Linked DNA regions of Mus musculus: regions 1, 2 and 4 are each linked to region 3. Evidence: chromatin contacts called from public ChIA-PET, HiChIP or PLAC-seq and promoter capture Hi-C data. All regions are on one chromosome and are shown on one strand. The core of a region is the stretch at or near the end of the contact, and the rest is flanking DNA. Distances in the headings are between cores, read along the strand shown.

Region 1 (2,980 bases), core at 250-2,749, 760 kb before region 3:
GGATATCCTTTCTTCTGTGCAGCCTTCTCTTTTGGCTAGGAACAGTTTATTCCTTCTCAGTGAGAATCATCTTACTTACTTACAGGGGGAACCCATGGGTTAGTTCACCATAAAAACTCAACAGTGACCAGAGAGAACATATATCCAAACTTTGTAAGAGAACATATATCAAAACTTCTTTGGGGGCCACTGACTGACTGGCCTGGCAAACATTTTCCAACTCCACCTTTATAGACAGACCTCTGAAACAATGCACATTGCTTCTTTAAAGTGACATTTTTCAGATACACATGCACACCCCCTCACAGCCTAGGCAGCTCCTCGGGTATTCTTAAAATGATCATGAAGATTTGAACCTCCTTTTGGAGTGGCAAATTGTTTGTTGTTTTTTGAGACAGGGTGTCTCTGTGTAGTCCTGGCTGTTCTGGAGCTCTGTAAAGTTTCCTCTCTACCTGGAGAGGACTGAGATTAAAGGCGGATGCCACCAGGGCAGGCATGATTTGGACCTTTTGTTTTTGCGGGGTTTTCTGGGTCAGGAGGGTAGCAAATCATTGTTACTTGCAGAAAACCTTATTTCCTCATTCCTGTCCACCAGTCAGTGATCCAAGTTCCGCTTAAGGGGTGCTTGCTCTCTCAACCTGCCCCCCTCCCTCCTTCCTTGCCTTATCTACTAATAAGCTAGCTTGTCCCGTTACACCAACGCACTCTCCACCTTATAAGTGTGCCTGATGGCCTGGCCTGCCACTGCCTTGCCCAGCTGAGATTTGAGGGTGGCAGCCTTTCCCCCTGGAGGATAAAAACTGAGCACAGGGGAGTCCCTGGGTTTTTCCTGTATCTCACCCCCTCTTCCCAACACAATGGTATTTCTGGCAGCTGTGCGCTTCATCCAGTTCCCTGACAACCTTGAGCCTACTGGGATCTCTGACTTGATCAAGGCCTGGCATTCACTAGCCTCCAGAGATCCGAGGGCCCACAGTATACAGATATATTGAGTCCTTTTTATGATGGGACAAGCCAAAATGTAGGCTCCGAGGTACAACATAAGCACTATGCCTCCTGTGGGTGTGTAAGTTAAACCTACCTCCTCCTCACCCCCACAGGCTGCTCTATTCAAGGGCCGCTGAACTCTGACCTCTGGGACAAGATCTTCGTGCAGTTGCAGGAGTTGCAACTGTGCACCAAAGACCTGAGCACCAAAGACCGAGACTCGGTGTGTCAGAGACTGCCAGAGGGTGCGTGCACAATGGACCAAAGTTCCAAGCTCTTCTTTAAATGCCTCTGATCCTAGTCCTGCCGTTTCCTCCAGAAGAAAAAGAAAAACCTTAATAAACTATGCTGCTATCTCATTTGTGTCAGCTCTCTGCGAAAAGGGTGGGCGATGTGAGCTGTAAAAGCCTTGACAGGCGGAGCTACTCCAGAGCGCAAGCTCAGGCAAAAAAAGCCGAGTGCCGATCAATGGATTTGGCTTGCTATGTGCGTAGGCTCAAGGTTAGAGGATGAGTGCCGAGCTGCCGATCGGGTTTCCCGGCAGGCGCAGGCGGAAAAAGCGAGCACCGAGCTTCTGTCGCCATCTCCGGGACTCCAAACGCCCCAGGTACACAGCGGCGGTGGCCGGGTCCCCTCTTCATAGGAACCCTTTGGTCTAGGTGTCCCGGTCCCGTCTCCTCTGGGGCTCAGCGGCCCTTGCCGCGCGGCCAGTGTCTCAGTAGGTGATGGGCGCTGTCAAGTGGCATTGCTGGTCCACAGTTCAGGTTCCCCTGTCTGTGAGGGTACCCACCTTTCTTCTGCGACTCCGCCGGCTATTCCTAGCTCCTGCGACCTCGGTAGCTCTCGCTGCTCCTCAAGCCACTCCATCTCAGTTTGACCATCTTCCTTGAACATTTGTTTTCACCCCATTTCAAATCCTGAGGCGTGTCTGGGCTGGCTTCCTTATTAGACAGGACCTATCCTGGGCCTTGCCTCCGCCACTTTGCCGCATCAACCAATAAGCTTGCCCTTATTCATTTCTCCAGTATCTCCCACAGATTAGGGTAAAACCTACCTCCACACTTTCCCTCACACACAGAAAGCCCCGGACACCTAGTCTCAGTTCATTTCCACTGAAAGATGTTGCAACAATGCCCTTCCCCTGTGCCCAAGATGCTGCCCCAGTTCTAACAGCTACTCTTCCCTACCCTAACCCAGCTAACAGGCAGGACTCCCATGGCACTCGATGTTCATCCTCAAAGCCTGACATGACATTCCCCCATGACAGTCCTTTAGCATCCTGTGCCGTTCCTGTAGAGAGCAGGAAAGCTGTTCACAACGCTCTGATCTCCAGAGCCCAGTTCTTAAGGTGTAAGGGGACCCTTGAGTTAGTGTTGGCTCTGCTTTCCAGGTCTCTTGTGCTGTATAGCTGCCTGGGCCTGCAGGATGTTCCACGGGATCCCAGCTACTCCTGGTGTTGGAGGTGAGTGTAGGCTAAACTGGGAGGAAGGGGAGGAGCCAAGGCTTTCCCTGTTGCAGGGGCTGTTGGGAAAGGACCACACTGCTACGTCCATCCCGTAGTCATTAGGCCCTGGGTAATGACTAGGGCCAGAATTATTTCTGGTGGGAATCTGAGGGCCCCTGCAATACCCTGCTGGGGAGCGAGAATATACTCCAATGTGGTCAGAACCTCTGGCATCCTGAGCAACTCTGGGTCTCCAACTGCATGTGTGAAGCATCTGACAGGCTTTTATTTGTACCAAGTTGTGGTTCTGTGTACAAACTACAGTCATGTTGGCGGGGGAAGAGAGCTAAACCTAGCAATCTGTATGTAGCCTCTTAGAGGCCATATTGGTAGGAGGTGAGGCTGGAGCCCCTATTCTGTGCTTCCCTTTGAGCTCTGTGATACATGGCATGGGAGACACCTTCTTGGGACGTAACTGAAGTGGGCCTGTCCTGGGGTCACCCTTGTCAGCTCCTCCTTGCTCTGTTGCAGCCCCTGGGAACAAGCCGG
Region 2 (3,077 bases), core at 431-2,930, 860 kb before region 3:
GCCAAGACCACCTAAGTCACTCCCACCCTCAGCATCGCTGCTGAAGCTGTGGTATCGGGAGCTGGAAGAGCCCTTGATTCCTCATGAATTCTACGAACAATGCATTGCGCACTACGAGAGCCCGGAGGCTGCTGTGGCCGTGGTGCACGCGCTACCGCGCATCAACCGAATGGTGCTGTGCTACCTCATTCGCTTCCTCCAGGTATGCATGATCTGCATCCAGTGCCGCACCACGCCCACCTACCATCCTTCCCAGCCAACCTTCCACTTTGTTCAGCTCATCCCCTAATAGCTACGCCTACCCTCCACTCTGCTCTCCTCTCCCTTCACCCGGACCCCCTCACACAGGTGTTCGTGCAGCCAGCCAACGTAGCCATCACCAAAATGGACGTCAGCAACCTGGCTATGGTGATGGCACCCAACTGCCTGCGCTGCCAGTCGGATGATCCTCGCGTCATCTTCGAGAATACACGAAAGGAGATGTCCTTCCTTCGAGTGCTCATTCAGCATTTAGATACCAGCTTCATGGAGGGCGTGCTATAGCACGCGGGCTATGGACGCCTGCTAGGGTGACACCCGGGAAGGTGGGAGGGAAGGCCCCAGCGCGAGGCAGCATGCCAGGCCCCGCCAGACGCCGGCCCCGCCCTAGGCCCTCCCGGGGCCAAGCAGCCGCGCCATATCTCGCGGCCAGTTCCTGCAGGTACCGGCTCGCCCTGCCAGTCGCAAGCCAGCCCCGAGAAGTGCCTTCTGTTTCCCGGAGCCGAGCGACACTGCCCTCCTGGTCGGCTGAAGCACATACCGCGTTGCTCAGGGCAACAGGACCTTGTCCCCTCTTCAGGGCAATCCTCCACCAAGGCACTCTCGCCCTGATCCCTCCCACCCTAGTCTAGGGGCCTCTGGCTGGGGCCAGAAGGAGAGTTAGAGGCGTTCTGGAGAGCTGTGCTGGCCACTACTAGGACTTGGCTCCGTCGGCTCGATGCCTAATAGGTCTTTGTGCAAGGGGAGGCCCCAAACCAAAGCCCTCTGGGTTAGGGCCAGGGCTAGGCAGGCTTTCTTGGGGCGGGTGAGGGAGGGCGAGAGGTTTTTTGTTTTTTGACTACAGAATCTATCCGATACCCAGCCTACTTGTGTATAAAGATATAAATAGAACGACAGAACTAAGTTTGCTAAGGACATAGTTTTAACCAGATGCTATTTAGCTCTTGAACTGCCATTGCGGTCCTCGCGCTGAGCAAGTTAGCACCACCCTCCTTTGACCTCGCGGCCTCTGACCAAACTCCACACACGGGCGGCGCGTGGATGAGACCTGCCTGGACTCGTTTGCGTTTTCCATTCTGGAATCTGAGTTCCAACAGTTGTCAAACTTCATTTCTCCTGTTTATATATATATATTTTTAGAGTTTTTATTTATTAAAAACAAAAGTCCCGTCATGCGGAGGTCCTGGCCTCTCTCTCCAGGGCCTCTCGGCCGCAGGCGCTCCCTCGTACGTGTGGCTCGAGGGGACAGTGCTCCGTGTGAATAAAGTTCAAGTGCACACTCGCTGATTGTGTTTCTTTCAGGTTACTTCTGACAAGGGGGCGGGGGAGTCCACGTCTGGCAGCTACTTCCGGGGGCGGGATAGACAGCTCCGCCCCTCCGAGCACGTGTTGCCGGCGGAACCCAAAGCCCCAGGCACAACACTGTGTGATCCGCTTCCGGTGTGGAAGAATGTGGCCGCCTAGTGGGGCAGTGCGTAACTTGGCTCTAGTCTTGGCGAGGTCGCAGAGAGCTCGGACCTGCAGTGGGGTCGAGCGTGTCTCCTACACACAGGGTCAAAGCCCGGAGCCCAGAACCCGCGAGTATTTCTACTATGTGGATCACCAAGGCCAGGTGTGCCTGGCGTGTGACAGAGGGAGGAGACCTGAGGGGACTGCGGAATCCATCGGCACCGGGTGGGGAGTAGTTCTAGAGGCGAGACCTGGGATAGGTGCTACGCGTGGCTTTGAACCTTTCAAAGCCCAGGCTGGAAGAGTTAATTCCGGGGCCTTCCGCTTTCACCGCATCGTAATCCCGCGCACACTAGCCTGTCCTAGCAGCAGTCCCAGAGCCGAGTGCTTGCTCGCGATTGCTAGGGACAAGCGGCTGTCAAACCTGCTGTAGAAAAAGGGGTGAGGGCTGCAACCCTGGAAACCTGTCTGTAGATGTGGGGAGAGTCCGCAGGGCCCTTCCACATGCCCCCCTGAACACATTAGACAGAAAAGCAAGGACAGCGAACACCACCGGCTTTCTTGCCAGGACTTACTGTCCACTGTGTCCCTTCTGCAGCTTTTCCTAGATGACTCCAAAATGAAGAACTTTATCACCTGCTTCAAAGGTATTGCTTACTGCACTGCTCCCTCGTGTCTCTCTCTACCCTTCAGGGCCTCGGCTCCCCGACTCTGAGGGAAGGCACCATCCACGAGGGGGGGCCGCTGTCTCGTGCCAGTGCTGGTATTCCCAGGAAAAGGAGCGTGTCGGGGAAGCTGGGTCACCGAGCATGATCGTGCCTTTTGTTCCCACAGACCTGCAGTTCCTGGTCACTTTCTTCTCCCGTCTGAGACCCAACCACAGCGGGCGCTACGAGGCTTCCTTCCCCTTCCTCTCGCTTTGCGGCAGAGAGCGTAACTTCCTGCGCTGTGAAGACCGGCCAGTGGTCTTCACGCACCTCCTGGCTTCCGACAGCGAGTCACCTCGTCTCTCCTACTGTGGCGGTGGCGAGGCGCTGGCGATACCCTTCGAGCCGGCTCGCTTGCTACCCCTGGCGGCCAATGGGCGCCTGTACCACCCGGCCCCGGAGCGCGCAGGCGGTGTGGGTCTAGTGCGCTCGGCCCTGGCCTTCGAGCTCAGCGCTTGCTTCGAGTATGGGCCTAGCTCCCCTACGGTCCCCTCTCACGTACACTGGCAAGGTCGCCGCATCGCCCTAACTATGGATCTGGCCCCGCTGCTGCCCGCTGCCCCGCCGCCCTGAGACTCCAGCTGGGGCTGTGTGGGGAGGGTTAGAGCAAACTCTGGGTTTTGTAGTACTCGCAGGTTACCCCTCTGCTCCAACACTCTAGAT
Region 3 (3,383 bases), core at 163-2,662:
CCTCCCTACTCTGGAAATAGGACCAGAGGAGTAGAGTTGAACATGCCCAGTTAGATGGCAGGCTGGGCTTTGCCCATTCCCTTCTGTTCAATCTTGGGGGATCAAGATGGGAAAGAAGATACCTGGTTCTGGAGCACTGGGCTCCAGGATGTCCTTGATTGACAGGTTGACACATGAATAACGGGGTTTCCAGAACCTTGAGCTTGAAAATTTCCTGTTCAGAAGGCAGTAGGGCCTGAAGCTGGTGGAGTTCCGCAGGCTGTCCACCGGAATGAGATCGCCTCTGCTGCCGCTTACCTCCTTGATCACATTCTTGACCACTTTCTCAAAGGCCGATGGCATGGTCCTGGGGGCAGACGGCAGGGCTCCGTACTTAGTTCCTCCAGCACTCAGGAACCCCATCCCTTCAAAGTAGCCTTGCCTTGTTAGTCCTGGCACATTCCTGCCCGACCAACACAACACAGACACGATTCACTCCGTGGCTCGCCTATCTGTCTCTCCTTGGGGCCACAGCACTTAGGAGGAAGAGGAGGAGGGGGAGGGGGAGGGGGAGGGGGAGGAGGAGGAGGAGGTAGTCTGTAGTAGGTCTATACTATCTACATCATTAATTACTGTGCATAGCCTTTGGCCAATTGCTAAAGTCTAAGATACCTTGTTGCTCTCCCTGGCTGAGGGCCAAGGCTGGGGAAGGAACACAAGCCCCCACTTCTAAGGGATTTAGCACAGGAGCCCACAGCAAAGCCAGTGTTCCAGGGCTCAGTGGTTTCCTCCAGGGCTCTCATGTACAGCTCTGTGAGCTACCTGACCTGATTGAACTTTCATGGGTCAGAGGCCAAAACAGGCCTGGGACAGACAACCTGGGCACTGTGGAGGAACAACTCTACACCTAGGAAACTGGGTCTCTGGGCTAACGGTGGAGAGTGAGGCAGGAAGGCCCTTGGTGATCAGGGAGGGACTTATGGGTCAAGGAATCATCCCAGAAGCCTAGAGAGTCCCCCCTCCTTCCCCTCCCCCCACTCGGTCCCCTCTTCCCGCCCCAGTGTCAAGTCCAAACCAGGCTTGTCCCACTGTATCACTAGTGGGTGACCTCCATAGAGGGTAGACCCTAGCTGCTAGGGCCCCTTCAAACTGTCTTCAAGGTATAGTGGGGCTTCTGGGAAGGGCTAAATCCCCAACTCAACAAGCAAGCATCCAGGCCATAGCGTAGACCACACTAGATAGAGGAGGGGCGGCTGGGCTCTGGAAGAGCTGGGTAGCAGGGTGGCTCACCTCGATTTTTCACCCCTGCCGAGGTATCTGGGTCCACCAAGCGAAGCGAGGACCTGCTGGGATGCCGGGGAGGGGTCTATTGTCTGCTCAACCCGGGAGCAACGGGAGCCACGACCAAGAGCGGAACTCAGGCGGCAGGACACAAAAGTGAAACCGTAAAGCTTCAGCCCGACGTAGCGGGCGCGGTGCTTTCAAGGAGCCCTCCCTCCCGGAACAGCTGCGCAGCCTGCCCTAGCCTCCTCCTCCTCCTCCTCCCCGGAGCCCGCCTGGGCTTCGGGAATTCCCTGCGATCCGGGAGCTTCGCTTTCTTCTAGTTCGGGTTCCTCCAAGTTCGCAGCGCTTCCCCCCCACCCCGCCCCCCTTTGGTTTTTTTTTTTCGAGACAGGGTTTCTCTGTGTAGCTCTGGCTGTCCTGGAACTCACTCTGTAGACCACGCTGGCCTCGAACTCAGAAATCCACCTGCCTCTGCCTCCCAAGTGCTGGGATCAAAGGCGTGCGCCACCACCACCAGGCTTCACTTATTCTTTCTTAAACACCTGGGCCATAGTAAAAGATCTGAATGGACTTCTCTAGGAATACACAACTGAACCAGTTGCCAGCAAGCACACCATTAGTTATCAGGAAAATGCAAATCAAAACTAGATAGCATCAAAGCTACTCTGCTGGCTGACATCCTAAGTAAATAGCAGTAAAGCAAACCCCATGGTCCTTGCAGACAGGAAATTGAAAACAGAGCTGCTCTAGAATACATCCACAATTTTTCAAACGGGTGAATGTAGAGTTACCAGGTGACCTAGCAATTGGACTTGTAGGTGCATATCCAAAGCAAGAGGTCATCTTGGGGTTGTGGCTATCAATGGTGAAGTGTTTCTCATACAGCAAACAGAAGGTCAAACAGATATGCCTACACCAATGTTTGCTGTAGAGTTTAAATTTTCCTCTTGAGATTTTAAAAACTTATATCCCACGTGTGGGAGTGTTTTGTCTGCATATATGCAAGTGCACCATATGTGGGTGCCAGGACTTGAGTCCCCGTCCTCTGTAAGAGCAGCAAGTGCTCTTAACCCCTGCACCATCTCTCCAGTTTCCATGGTAACATTTTAAAGAGTCAAGCAGATAACCCTCAAGTGACCTGAATGACAATCAATTCATACATAGATTAAAATTTTGTCCAGTTCTGGGCCCTGCACACACTAGGCAAGAAAGCCCCCTATGACCAAGCTCTGTCACCAACCCTCAATAGGGCGCTTGCATGGCTACTGAGAAGCTTGAGTACACCTATAAGACACATTGCAGAATGTGGATAAACCCTGAAAACACGGCCACAAGCGGAAGAAGCCAGACCAAAACTAATCCAAGCCAACCAACCAACCAACCAACCAAACAAACAAACAAACAAAAAAATGACACATCACTGTGCAAGCCATTTTGTATGAAATCCCCCAAGTAAGCCAACTGTTCATGGTTGCCAGTGTCCTGGGGTGTGGGCAGTAGCCACACGAGTTTATTTATGTATGCATTTGTTTATTTAATTTAACTTTGAGACAGGGTCTCTTTATGTATCCCCTGCTAGCCTGAAGCTCAATAAATAAACAAGACTATCTTGGGACTCACAGAGATTTACCTGCCTCTGCCTCGTGAATGCTGGGATTAAAGGCATGAGCCACCCTGCCTGTACATGTTTGAATATACTAGACTCACAGAATTATGCACTTTTAAATGGCTCGAGTGTATGATATATGAATTGCTTCTCAATAACGACATTTACTTAAAAAGCTCTGGACTCCTGGGGGGCTATAGAGATGGCCCTGCAGTTAAGAGCATGTGCAGTCTGATGGCCCCGCAGTTAAGGGCATATGCAGTCTTACAGAGGATTCAAGATCAGTTCCTAACACTCATATGGTAGCTGGTGACCAAGTTCCAGAGGATCCAGTGAGTCCTTCTGGCCTTCGTGGGCACTACACACACATAGGGCCTTACACACAGAGAGGGACATACTAGGAGACAAAGCATAAAATAAAAATAAAGAAAAAAAGTTTTAAATAAATCTGGAGTTTAGTAGAAGCATTCAACCCAGCTACAGGCTCCTCAGGGCCATAGTGTTTTGGTATCAG
Region 4 (3,011 bases), core at 52-2,551, 590 kb after region 3:
CTCTCCAATGTCTTTACTTCCACACAGCTGCTGGGTGCTAGGACAGAGCAAGGATATTACTGCCCAGTCACCTCTGCCAAAAGCAAAAGTGAACCATGACCCTCCATTGTTCAAGTATGCTCGGCCCTGCTGCCTCAGCTAGCCAAACCCACAGCAGAGACCTGCACCCCAAGGGGAATTAGAGGGGCAATCACCATATTGGGAAAACAAAGATACAAAATGTCTGCTCAAGAAATGAGTGGGTGTGTAATAGGTAGTGGGGCCATCAGATAGGGAAGGCTTTTCTGACCTGTCCCACCCTACACCTGCAGAGCTGGCCCCTGTATATTGAAGCATGACAAAGCACTGAATGTCCCAGAGTCCAGCTCAAAGGTCAGACTCACCATGAGGTTTCCTGCAATACACATGTAACTAGAAGTATAGGGGTATCTGAAAGCTCAGACTTCTTAGAATAGAGATGTTCTAGCATTTGGGCCTCGTGTGGCATGTGCTGGGCATAAGGAAAAGTAAAATGCCAAGATTTGAGGATTCCAAACCCTTGGCTTGGCCTTCAGGCCAGAAAAAGAAGCCTCTACCAGTTTGTGTGCACCCAGGCCAGAGGCCTGCTTGGTAGACCAGGGCAGCAGGGTTAGAGTCTAAAGGACAGGCTGCTCTGGTGGTCAGGGTTTGTGGCACAGGTAGTAACATTGAAACGTCTTTCTGGTATGTAGTGATGGTTGCAAGGCAGGCGCTGGCAGGGTTACAGACCCAGTAAAGCACACAACACATGAGGCTTCACCCATCACAAGCCGATTCCCAATCCCCTGACACCAGCACACCTTGGGCACTGAGCACACAATGGAGGTGCAGGTGTAACCACAACCCTGAGGCAGTTTGCCATCTCCATTTTACCCTCCTGGCCATCTCTCATTTTCCACCTCACCTCTTTCTGCACACAATAGGACCACAAGAAGGATGAGTACACAGGACTTTGTAGTGTGACAACTGTCCATCCTTGGAGAAGGGCTGCACAGATCAAACCTTGGAAGTTGAAGCCAGTTATTAGATCATCATTCACATCCCTGGGCTCTCACAGGGCTCAAGCATCCACTCTTCCCACCCTCCAACACTCCCCCCCCCCCCAGCTTTCCCCAAGGAATACATGTCTGCCTATTTCTCTCATCCACCACCCACCCAGCTTTTCCTTCCTAATCTCACACTCCCAACCCCAGCCCTATCCTGAGGGCTCTTCCCTTTGTCACCTAGCAGCTCCCTCCTGACACCAGTCCTTACTTCCTCTCTGACCAGGTTGCAGGCACAGTGGTAAGATCTGTCAGATGTGCACTGAAGTAAGTACTTTAATTTCCTTTAGCTCCTCCCAGCTGACATCCTGAAGAGGGAGGGGTTTCTATACTTACTTCCTCCAGGCCAACATGTTTATTGGTTAAGATTTAGCAAGGTTTGTTGGTGATCTGGTCAGCAAGATTTATAGCTGTTGAGGAGGGAGGACCACTCAGTTGGGGAGAGACAATGGTGCTGTAGGAATAAGAGAGCAGAGATGGAGGGGCCACAGTTGGCTTGTGCTTGCCCTCAGAAAGCAAAGGAAAGAGGCAACTTGCTCAGCCTTTTCCTAGTTTTTTTGTTTGTTTGTTTCCCTTCATCTTTTGTTTTTGTTTTTGTTTTTCGAGGCATATTTGCTCTGTGTAACTTTGGCTGTCCGGGGGACTTGCTCTGTATACCAGGCTGGCTACAACCAATACTTTCAAAGGCAAGTGCTGTAGCTTGTGTTTTTTGCCACCACCACCAGACTTTTTCTTGTTTCAAATTAGAGGGTATGAGTTGCAGTGGCTCAGAGCCCAGGGCCCTCCTTTTTATAAGCAGGCAAACAACTGACAAATACCTGGCGACTGGCTCTACAGGGTCTTATATTCAAAAAGTGCAAGTCCTGAGCAAAGAATTTACTGACAACTGGGATGGAAGTTACTAAGCAGTGTCTGATATGTTTGGGTGATATAAGGGGCTGCAGGTGCTATTAGCATCTGGTAGCTAGAGTCAAGGCAGTTCTTTTCATGGCACAAGGCTTTTTTTTGCAGAGGGTGGATGACCCCAGTGTCCCTGCTGCCCAGAAGCCACCATGAAGAAGCCACATGCTATTTCTTCCTCCTCCAGTTTGTATGTGCCCTGTCTCCTCACCTATGAGGTCCTAGTCCAATGTGTCCCAAAAAGGACATAAGTTTCCTTGGCCTTTATGTCACTACCATGTGGCATGGTATTGTAATAACTCAAACCTTACTAATTAGCCAAATATTGATGGCATCTGTGGCCCAGCCTTGGGATGAGCAGCAGGGCCTCCACAGCAAGCCAGAGTCTGAGTTTCCTAACCTAGTGGAGCTGAGAGCACAGTAAGTAGCCCATGTAAGTGTCTACAAGGCACTGATACAGGTTAGAGTAGGAAGGCTAGGCACCGAATGAGACCTGAGCTGGAAATCATCCTGAGATGATGCCACAGTAAATGAACAGGTATGCTCAGAGGACAATGAGTCAGAAAATGGACCACAGCATCAGTGAAGGTGAGCACATCCACTTAAGCAGGCAAGGCTGCAAAGGGAAGGAAGCCAGAGGCTCAGAGAACATCAAGCAGATTCTCCTGATGTAAACCACAGGGCAGACCAAAGTATCTCAGTCTTTCTAGCATCTCTAGTTGGTTCTACATGTATATCCAACTCCAGTGTCAAAGTTCTAGGTTATGCAGGATGATTAATCGAAAGAAAGAGAGACTCTGTAGGCTGAAGTCAGAATTCTCAAGGAGCAGTGGGGAATCAACCTTTCCAGGACTAAAAACCAAACCCAAAGACTGATCAAAGCCTTTGTGCCAACCTCAGGAATTCATGACACAATGGTTCTGTTAATATTCTGTTACACTCCAGGGCCTCTATCCTACACTATTACAAAATATCTTCCCTGTTAACCTATAATCCACATTTGCCACCAACATTGTATAATCCAGCACAGTGGTAGGAGGAAGAGAGCAA

Evidence for each region. Promoter capture Hi-C pulls out the DNA fragments that hold promoters and counts their contacts. ChIA-PET counts read pairs in DNA pulled down with a chosen protein or histone mark. HiChIP or PLAC-seq counts read pairs in DNA pulled down with a chosen protein or histone mark.
Region 1: an HNF4G HiChIP or PLAC-seq map of pancreatic cancer cells shows a contact between it and region 3. The contact joins the promoter of Vps28 here to the promoter of Gsdmd in region 3. A contact is called at or near these places in 1 of 39 promoter capture datasets (the HPC-7 cell line) and 2 of 115 datasets of contacts at active chromatin or transcription factors (bone marrow-derived macrophages and pancreatic cancer cells).
Region 2: an RNA polymerase II ChIA-PET map of memory CD8 T cells shows a contact between it and region 3, with 17 read pairs. The contact joins the promoter of C030006K11Rik here to the promoter of Gsdmd in region 3. A contact is called at or near these places in 2 of 115 datasets of contacts at active chromatin or transcription factors (bone marrow-derived macrophages and memory CD8 T cells) and 2 of 9 other capture datasets (adipose tissue and liver).
Region 4: a contact with region 3 is called in a promoter capture Hi-C map of liver, with 2.8 times the contacts expected there. The contact joins the promoter of Ly6f here to the promoter of Gsdmd in region 3. A contact is called at or near these places in 2 of 39 promoter capture datasets (the 3T3-L1 cell line and liver).

The regions. Positions count from the first base shown.
Region 1 is chr15:76,624,603-76,627,582 of GRCm38.p6, reverse strand. It overlaps Vps28 (vacuolar protein sorting 28), which reads left to right and starts at 1,499. Exons shown (of 10, transcript NM_025842.4): 1 at 1,499-1,594; 2 at 2,378-2,449; 3 at 2,963-2,980. The coding sequence starts at 2,413. Tonsl (tonsoku-like, DNA repair protein) reads left to right here. Exons shown (of 26, transcript NM_183091.3): 26 at 1,101-1,346. The coding sequence ends at 1,282.
Region 2 is chr15:76,722,448-76,725,524 of GRCm38.p6, reverse strand. C030006K11Rik (RIKEN cDNA C030006K11 gene) reads left to right here and starts at 1,680. Exons shown (of 3, transcript NM_145472.2): 1 at 1,680-1,870; 2 at 2,306-2,354; 3 at 2,542-3,077. The coding sequence starts at 1,709. The coding sequence ends at 2,987. Arhgap39 (Rho GTPase activating protein 39) reads left to right here. Exons shown (of 12, transcript NM_001168288.2): 11 at 33-202; 12 at 349-1,540. The coding sequence ends at 543.
Region 3 is chr15:75,860,368-75,863,750 of GRCm38.p6, reverse strand. Gsdmd (gasdermin D) reads right to left here and starts at 1,412. Exons shown (of 11, transcript NM_026960.4): 1 at 1,270-1,412; 2 at 123-346. The coding sequence starts at 342.
Region 4 is chr15:75,266,711-75,269,721 of GRCm38.p6, reverse strand. It overlaps Ly6f (lymphocyte antigen 6 complex, locus F), which reads right to left and starts at 1,301. Exons shown (of 4, transcript NM_008530.2): 1 at 1,242-1,301; 2 at 923-1,020. The coding sequence starts at 992.